Regions from separate parts of the Mus musculus genome. Here all the other regions are linked to region 1. Evidence: chromatin contacts called from public Hi-C data. All regions are on one chromosome and are shown on one strand. Each heading gives the region's core, a stretch centred on a gene start, on an enhancer-like site or on the middle of the called end of the contact. The rest is flanking DNA. Distances are from core to core; before and after follow the strand shown.

Evidence for each region. A called contact is a pair of places that touch in the nucleus more often than the background predicts.
Region 2: a Hi-C map of pancreatic cancer cells shows a contact between it and region 1, with 3 times the contacts expected there. The contact joins two enhancer-like sites. A contact is called at or near these places in 1 of 15 datasets of contacts at CTCF or cohesin (the NIH/3T3 cell line), 16 of 484 Hi-C or Micro-C datasets (the C2C12 cell line, adipose-derived mesenchymal stem cells, arterial endothelial cells and 10 more) and 3 of 115 datasets of contacts at active chromatin or transcription factors (embryonic hindbrain, embryonic stem cells and pancreatic cancer cells).
Region 3: a contact with region 1 is called in a Hi-C map of muscle stem cells, with 2.4 times the contacts expected there. The contact joins the promoter of Nr2f2 here to the enhancer-like site in region 1. A contact is called at or near these places in 1 of 39 promoter capture datasets (embryonic stem cells), 1 of 15 datasets of contacts at CTCF or cohesin (the NIH/3T3 cell line), 4 of 484 Hi-C or Micro-C datasets (the HL-1 cell line, embryonic stem cells and muscle stem cells) and 1 of 9 other capture datasets (adipose tissue).

What each region holds. Positions count from the first base shown.
Region 1 is chr7:70,265,812-70,268,548 of GRCm38.p6, reverse strand. All of the region lies in intron 1 of Gm29683 (predicted gene, 29683), which reads left to right. Among named protein-coding and RNA genes, the nearest start is that of Gm35325, 60 kb to the right of the region's middle. Within about 2 kb of position 1,303, at least 51 of the 459 cell types and tissues checked have an H3K27ac peak or open chromatin away from gene starts, as enhancers often do. A contact at or near this core is called in the NIH/3T3 cell line, adipose-derived mesenchymal stem cells, muscle stem cells and 1 more, where this site is marked.
Region 2 is chr7:70,330,476-70,333,301 of GRCm38.p6, reverse strand. The region is part of intron 1 of Gm29683 (predicted gene, 29683); the gene reads left to right. Among named protein-coding and RNA genes, the nearest start is that of Gm29683, 5.9 kb to the left of the region's middle. Within about 2 kb of position 1,406, at least 109 of the 459 cell types and tissues checked have an H3K27ac peak or open chromatin away from gene starts, as enhancers often do. A contact at or near this core is called in the NIH/3T3 cell line, adipose-derived mesenchymal stem cells and pancreatic cancer cells, where this site is marked.
Region 3 is chr7:70,359,303-70,362,002 of GRCm38.p6, reverse strand. It overlaps Nr2f2 (nuclear receptor subfamily 2, group F, member 2), which reads left to right and starts at 1,410. Exons shown (of 3, transcript NM_009697.3): 1 at 1,410-2,115. The coding sequence starts at 1,674.

The DNA of each region.
Region 1 (2,737 bases), core at 54-2,553:
CAACACACATGTGTACACATGTACACACACACACACACACACACAAACACACACCCCATAATCATTGACAAAATATATGTCATATATTGCTCTATAAAGGATTCAACATGATCAACAGAAATTCAAATTATATTGAAAAATAAAATGAATAAGAAGCAAATGAGATGGGACAAGAAGAAAAGGAAGATTGGGTACAAATTGCATCCATAAAGCTTTATCTTGCCAATTGTAATGACCTTGACTCTAACTTTCGGAAGAGAAGGCAGGCTTTAAGGGCTCCATGTGACATCCTGTTGACAAGGTTAGCAAAAGCAAAGAAGATGCAGATGGAAATGGGGCTGTGTTACAACCCCAAAGTTCCTTGTCTTGATTGTTATACAATGTCCTCTTGGGACTATCGACGATGGCTCTGGTGGTGCTCACGGACATACCTGCCCATCTGTGAGACAGGGAAAGCAGGATGCCAGCCAGAAACACTCCATTGATCCAAGGTAATATACAGAAGTTGTAGATCTGGAGTCAGGGTTCTCTATCATTTAACAGATAAGTTTGTCATTAAACCCATAACACCAGGCTGATCGTAATATTTCAGATACATTTCTTAAACTAAATGTAAGATAGAGTCTATCACACCCTTCAACACTTCAGGTCATTCTTCACTCTTCCAATTTTGCTTAGAGGATCAGTGCGTTTGGTTGATTCAAACAGGTCATGGGCATTAGAACAAATGTTTTCAGAAGGAAAAAAAAAACAGTCTGGAGGGAGTAGTGGGGGAGTTGGGAGATAGAATTTAGGTAGAATTTAGTTAGGAGATAGAATTTAGCCTGAGGGGGGTTATTGGCTAAACCCTCAGCAAGTAAGAGAAAAATTAAAAAAAAAAATTGTGGAGATCAGACAATCATAAAAGAAGTATTCTTGCTAAAGGGCAAAGAAATGTCTTTCGCTTATTATTTGTTTGTTTGTTTGTTTGTTTGTTTGTTTATTTTCTAGAGCACCAGGAACATAAATTTTCTTATCTGAAAATGAGCAGGTTACTGCTGTACCAATTTCGAACATCTTTCTGTGTTGAATGCTTGCAAAAGCATTAGTCAGTTAGCGTTTTGGTGGACTCGGAGATGGGGAAAAGAGGAACAGGGCTAATCCTCAAGGCCCCAGAGCCAAGCTTCCATCTGAGAAGCAGCCAAGAGCTTCTGAAGCAGTCCTATGACTCACGGGATGGAGCCACAGCCTCGTGCTGTGCAAATCAGCTCTCCAGCTCCAAGCAGAGGCTCAGCCCTGGCAGGAAGGCACTTCCAAGGAATTCAGATCTTCTGCCAACAGGATCACTTGAGTCATCTTTCAACATCACATTCCAACCCCAGTGTTCATGCTGAGTCCTCCTGTGTTCATGGGGAGACTGGCCTGGCTTTGGCTGTCTGCAGATTCACAGTATCAGAATGTTACCCAGACATCCAGAAAATGTTAAGTACTTCTCACCTACCAACAACTGCTTTTCAGCTTCTCTTAAAAACTATAGCTGTCTCTTGTGAGGCCATGCCAGTGCCTGGTAAATACAGAAGTGGATGTTCACAGTCATCTATAGGATGGAACACAGGGCCCCCAATGGAGGAGCTAGAGAAAGTACCCAAGGAGCTGAAGTGGGTCTGCAACCCTATAGGTGGAACAACAATATGAACTAATCAGTACCCCCAGAGCTCATGTCTCTAGCTGCATATGTATCGGAAGGTGGCCTAGTCAGCCATCATTGGGAAGAGAGGTCCCTAGGTCTTGCAAACTTTATATGCCTCAGTAAAGGGGAACTCCAGGGCCAAGAAGTGGGAGTGGGTGGGTAGGGGAGCAGGTATAGGGAACTTTCGGGATAGCATTTGAAATGTAAATAAAGAAAATAAAAAAAAAACAAAACAAAAAAACCTATTCCCAGTATGAAAACATTTATTCTTTTCTTTCTGCTTAACAGTGTTGTTTGACTAGTGTAAAAAAATAAACCTCCAACCACCAATAAAAGCCAACAAAGCAAACCAATGCCCTGTGCAAGTGTTCCTATTCTCCAGCAGACCAAGTGCCACGAATGTGTCATTTTGTCACTTTCACAGGTGCCATCACCTGGAGTCTATACACAACTGCATAGCTAGAAACATATTGTTAATCCAACGAGGTTTTCTTTTTCAAATCAGATAGTAGCAACACAACCAAATCAAGGCATGCATAAATGTGTCTGTTTAATTCTAGGGCTGTGTTGGCAAGGGGTGGCTATGTGTTGACTTCCAGACCCATTATCACTCATTGCTCTTGTCCACACCTCCTGCCACTCCTTTCTCTCTATATCCCCCAGCCACATATATAGGCATGCTCATGGATGTGCCTATGTGTGAGTGTGGAGGCCAAGGGTCAGTGTTGGGTGTTTTCTACAGTTGCTCTCCAGTTGTGTTTTTATGGAAAGGTCTCTCACCACAGTTACTGCAATCTGTTCTTGGGGCTCTGGTGAAGCCACCTCCTCAGCTGGCCTCAGTAGTCATTCCAAAGTTTACAAACGGCACATCAGTACTCACAAGTATGACTGTCAGGGCATGGGGTGGTGCTCACTAAGGGAATCAAAAACAGAAGTGAAATAAAAAGGCATATATTTAATTTGTCCCCCAGAGGAGAGAGTTCAGCTATGGACTGTTTAGGGCTTCCATAATAAGTATGACCCTGATATTTTACTTCAAAGAAGTTGGTATGCGAATTATAAAATGTA
Region 2 (2,826 bases), core at 157-2,656, 65 kb before region 1:
GAGCAGGCTCTGTTTCACAGTCTGTCAGGGGTTTGGAAGACTCCATGAATGTTACCTTTTGAAAATACTCCCCCACCCCCGTTCTCTCTCTCTCTCTCTCTCTCTCTCTCTCTCTCTCTCAATTTTCTCGGCCCAAGAGGAAGCTTCATGCTCTCTATGACACAGACTGGTCTCCACAAGGAGAGAGGATCCGAGCCCTATAGGTAGGAAATGACAGGTGTCTGCAGGTTTGAGGTGAAGGTTGCTGGCGCTGCTCTTGTACCAGCCAGAAGATCAAAAAACGACTTCTGAAAAGGGCAGAACGGGGTGGTATTTTAAAGTTTACACTGAGCTTGTAGAGACAATCAGTTCTCAACCACTTCCTTTTCAGTCACAGAAAGGCCTGGAGTGCTGGGATAGGGTTTGAGAGAGAAACGAGCTTAAGGAACCGGGCAATCTTGCCAGAGACTTCTGCCCCTACCACTTTTCACACCTGCGCTGCCCAGTTTCCAGTTCAACCCTGAGCCAGAGAGGCTGCCTAAGCCTCTGGCCTCTGGGTCTGCCTGTTTTGTCCCTTCCAAATGCTTCTAGCAGGCACAGATGCTCTCACGGTCGCGTCCCTCTGGTGCATCTTGGAGAAACACTGGCAAACAGTGCTTTTCTGAGGAGCAGAAGGGCTGCTTAAGCGCCAGCAACAGGTCCATGCTGAGATTCCTCTGTCCTTCACCGGCCCCTCCTTCCACCCTCGCTACTGGGGTCCGCGGGGTAAAGGGGGGGATCTACTTCCCCCTTCCTCCTGGGTCACCCACAACAACCCAGGAAGGCAAACATCAGGTTTGCACTGTTTCTTTGGATAAACGCCTGGCTAAATGCTTCTAATAATGAATGGCCTTTCGCTGGACACTCGCTTGAACCGAAGAGAGGACCTCACTGGAGAACACCAAAAAGAAAATAACTAGAAAGTGGAAAGGAACACGGCCGGCGGCGGCCTCTAGGATCCAGACAAAGACATCTGAGTCTGTCCCTTTGCAGTCGCCCATCTCTCCTTCCTGCCTAGAGATCTGATTTGGTCCTACTGCGGCTCCCTAAGAGCCTTTAGATCCGACGTCCCTTCACTGGGGACCTTGAGCTGAGATCCCAGGGCTGGAAGGCTCCGATTCTAGCCGGAGCTGGAACCTGGTGGCCTCAACACTTGCGGGATGCTGCTACTGGGCCACAGTCCCTGCCTTGCCCACAGGAACCTAAACATCCCCGCGTCCTAGGTTAAGGTGGTTAGGGCGAGGGGGTAGGCTCCTGGACCAGCCAGGTCGAAGCGATGAAACAGCAACTTCTTCTTCTTCTTTTTTTCCCCCTGGCAGGGAGGAGGGAAATTCGTCGGAGGAGGTCGGTGGAGACTCCTCCTTCGCTCCGCCCGGAGGCAGCCAGAGCTCCGCTAGCGGTGCGTCTCCGCCCGCCCGAGCGTTTCCATAAATCAGGCCGCTGGCAGGCTGCTAATTAGCTCCGGCCGAAAAGAATGAGAGTTCTGTAGCACACGGTGGGTTGGGAGTGGGGGCCCAGTAGGTGGGAGATCAGAATTCCCCAGGATTAACGGGGGGACTCCTTGGGGGCATCTCCGCGCTCCCTGCCCGAGCCACCTCCGATCACCTCCTGCCAGCAAAGGCCCGCAAGTTCGGGCCTCCAGATCCCGCGCCTCCCGCACTGCGCGCACCTCTGCAGTCGACCTGGCCCGCCCACCCACGCCGAGGCCCCCTCTCCCACTCGCTGAGCATGCCTGGCGTTAATTAACTCCCCCTTCACCCGGTGCAGTATCGGAAGACTTTCAAAACTCGTCCCAAAGTGTTTCCTTCTCAAGCCTGAAGGCAGCGTTTGGAACGACCCGCAGAAAAGGGGGGCGGGGTGTGGATCTGGGGGAAGGGTTGGTTGCACCGGGATTTGAGATAACAAGACTTCCCCAGCGATTGTGTGGGTAGAGGGATGGGCTGTTGTAACCTCATCCCCTCTCCCCTAGTGAAAAGGCAAGACGGTCAGGGAAGATTAAAAATAACATTAAAGTTGGATTATTGATTTCCATGTAAATTGCCAGCCGAGAGAGCTACTTCTGTTTATTTTCTCTTTTCCTCCCCCACGCTTCTCTAAGCCCTCTGGGCTCTGCGCCCTCGGAGCCATTCCCACCCTCCTTAGGGACGAGACTCCTAGATGACATCACCAAGGAGAACGGCGGCCTCCCCGCCCCTGGCCTCAAGACCCCTGAGCAGAGATTGACAGGTGTCTCTAGCAAAGACAATGCCTTCCAGGTGTCAGTATTCCCGTTCCACCCCTCCCACTCCGCCCTCTTTGCTCCTTTCCCTTAACAACTCTCCTACCCACCCACTCTTCCTCCACGAGGCTTGTTCCTACCCCACCCCCACCCCCAACTCCTTGCTCTTTGCATCTGGGCACTAAGCTTCAGGTCCTGAGACTTAGGCAGGGAGCCGACGCCGAGGGGCCCGGATGGCGCTGGTGTTGTTTGTGCCCGAGGGGGAGGCCAATCCGAGATGCCAAAGGCTCGAGTGAGGGTCCAGGAGGTGGCAGGGCCCAAAGCGGGTAAAGGGTAACCGAGTGAGCATTTTCAAGGAGCCAGCTCAGTCTCTAGATTTCTGTCTTGACGTTATTCTCTACCCTCCACCCGCGATCTCTCCTCTTCTCTTCTCTCTCTCTCTCTCTCTCTCTCTCTCTCTCTCTCTCTCTCTCTCTCTCACACACACACACACACACACACACACACACACACACACACACTATAACAGACGCGAAGATAATCCCACCATCTGGCAAATCCCAAATTTGGCGGCCAGGCTAGGAAAGCAA
Region 3 (2,700 bases), core at 161-2,660, 93 kb before region 1:
CCGTCCCCGCCCCCCTCCGTCCCCGCGCGCCCCGTGCGGCTGTCTCGACGCCGCTCGCGCTAGGACCGGGCTGCTCCCGCTGCCGCCATGGCGGGGCCGCTGCGCTCCGGCCAATGACGACGAGGGGGCGGCGCGCGCGCGCCGGGCCAGGCCAACCCCGGCGGCTGCCTTATAAGGCGCGCCGTCGCCATGGCAACGTGCGCTAAGTTGCAGCAGTCGTGTCAAAGTTCACTATATAGAGAGCTCAGTGAGCTGATCGCGGAGAAGCCACTTCTGCCAGCCCCGGCGCCTATAAATCGCATTCCCTCCCGCGCCCCCCTTTTTAGCATATTTGATCACTTTGATTCTGCTCTTTTCTCTCCGCGGTGTGTGCGTGCGTGCGCGCGTGTGTGTTTTCTTCTCCTCCTCCTCCTCTGCCGGAGTTGCCTCCTTTCTCCGGGTGCCGCGCTGCTCTTCCCTCTTTCATTCTTTCTCTCCGTTTCTCCCCCCTCTGCGCACGAAGGATGCGCTTCTAGGTGCTGATCTGCCCTCCTTTCTCTCTTATCATCTCTCCCCCGCCGCCGGCGAGTTGACTCTTTCCCTATGTGTGTGAGGCGGCGGCGGCAGCAGCAGCAGCAGCAGCAGCAGCAGCGGCTCCACCGGCGGCGGCAGCAGCGGCAGCAGCAGCGACTCCACCGGCGGCGGCGGCGCTAGACGCAGCGGCTCCGGGCCCGACCCGGAGGCTTCGGCGGCGGCGGCGGCGGCCCGGGCGGCCCGCGGAGAGCAACGAGCGGCCTCCGAGAGCGGCGGCGGCGGCGGCGGCGTCCGGAGCGAGCGCGGCGCGCGCCAGGCGCCCGGGGCAGGAGGCGGCGGCGGCCCAGCGCCAGGACGACGCCGCGCAGCGCCGGACGCGGACCACTTTCATGCTGATTCCCCCGGACCCGGGCAGAGCTCCGGCCACTCCGCGGGCCGCCGGCCTCCGCCCCGGCCTGCCTGGCTCCCAGGGCGCGCCCGCGCCCGGCGCCTCCGCTCTCCCAGTCCTCCTGATTTCGATGGCTTTCCTGAATGGCTGACTGTGGGCTGCCCTGGACTTGGCCCCCGGACAGTCGCCTCTCCTTCTCCTTCTCCTCTTCCTCCTCCTCCTCTTCCTCCTCCTCCTTCTCCTCCTCCAACTCCTCCGCTGCACACTAGATCTGAGAGCGAGAGAGTGAACCAGAGAGGGAGAGAGGGAGGGAGAGTGAGAGCGAGCGAGATCTTTAGAGAGATTTTTTTTTTTTTTTTTTTGCCTCCTACTTCTGTCTTGAAGCCAGACAATCGACTTGCAGCTCTCCCTCCCCTCCCTCTCTCCACGTTCTGCTCCCACTCTCTTTCCCCTGTCCCCTTGCCCTCCCCTCTGGACGGAAAGCCCCCCGAAACCAACAAAGCTGAGCCGAGGGAAACAAACAAAACAAACACACCGGGCCAGACAAGCAATCGACAAAACTTTGCAAAAGCAAAAACAAAAAAACAAAAAAGGAAAAACTAACCAACCTCAAATCAACTAGCCCTGAGCCACCCGGGGCGCCCTCCCGCGCCCTCTCGCACCCTCGCACACACAAAAGGCGGCGCGCCGGAGCCCGAGACCCGGGAGCCGCCGCCACCCCGCCGCCGCCCGCAGCCAGGGGAGCAGAAGTCCGGACGCGGCCCCCATAGATATGGCAATGGTAGTCAGCACGTGGCGCGACCCCCAGGACGAGGTGCCCGGCTCTCAGGGCAGCCAGGCCTCGCAGGCGCCGCCCGTGCCGGGCCCGCCGCCTGGCGCCCCGCACACGCCACAGACGCCGGGCCAAGGGGGCCCGGCCAGCACGCCGGCCCAGACAGCGGCTGGCGGCCAGGGCGGCCCTGGCGGCCCGGGCAGCGACAAGCAGCAGCAGCAGCAGCACATCGAGTGCGTGGTGTGCGGGGACAAGTCGAGCGGCAAGCACTACGGCCAGTTCACGTGCGAGGGCTGCAAGAGCTTCTTCAAGCGCAGCGTGCGGAGGAACCTGAGCTACACGTGCCGCGCCAACCGGAACTGTCCCATCGACCAGCACCACCGCAACCAGTGCCAGTACTGCCGCCTCAAAAAGTGCCTCAAAGTGGGCATGAGACGGGAAGGTATCGGCCTCTCATTTCTTCCCCCTTCGCCCGCGGTCCCGGGGCTCTGGGTGCGTTTGGCTAGCCTGCTCTGGGTAAGGACTCAGAAGCCCCGAGCTCTCCCGGTTGCAGTCGGAGGGGATTTGGTACTAGGAACCGGGGAGGGGGGTGGGGGTCTGCACTGCAACCCAGATCAGCCCCCACCCCCATTACAGTCCGCATGCTTTAGTAGACTTTCCTTCTCCACTCTTTCTTCCTCTCCCCCTCTCTCTCTTTCTCCCTCTCCGGACAGCTTTTCCTTTCCTTTGCATTGATTGAGAGTTCATTAGAGTTCACCTTTCTGCAAGGAATGGGTTGTTTGTTGTTGTTTTAAAGTCCCCCCCCTCTCTCTTCCCTTTCTCTCTTTCCTTGTTTTTCCTGCATGTTCAACATATGTCCCTCCTCCTTACCCCTCTCCCCAACCCCCACCTTTTCAGAAAAAAAAAAAAACAACCTGAGATTGTACTTTTGTACAGGAGGTTCAAATTACAAATGGCAATTTTATGCACTTCGCCGTATTAACGCTGCCGCCTGGGCAGAGCTCATGTGACCCCTCCGTGGATTAAC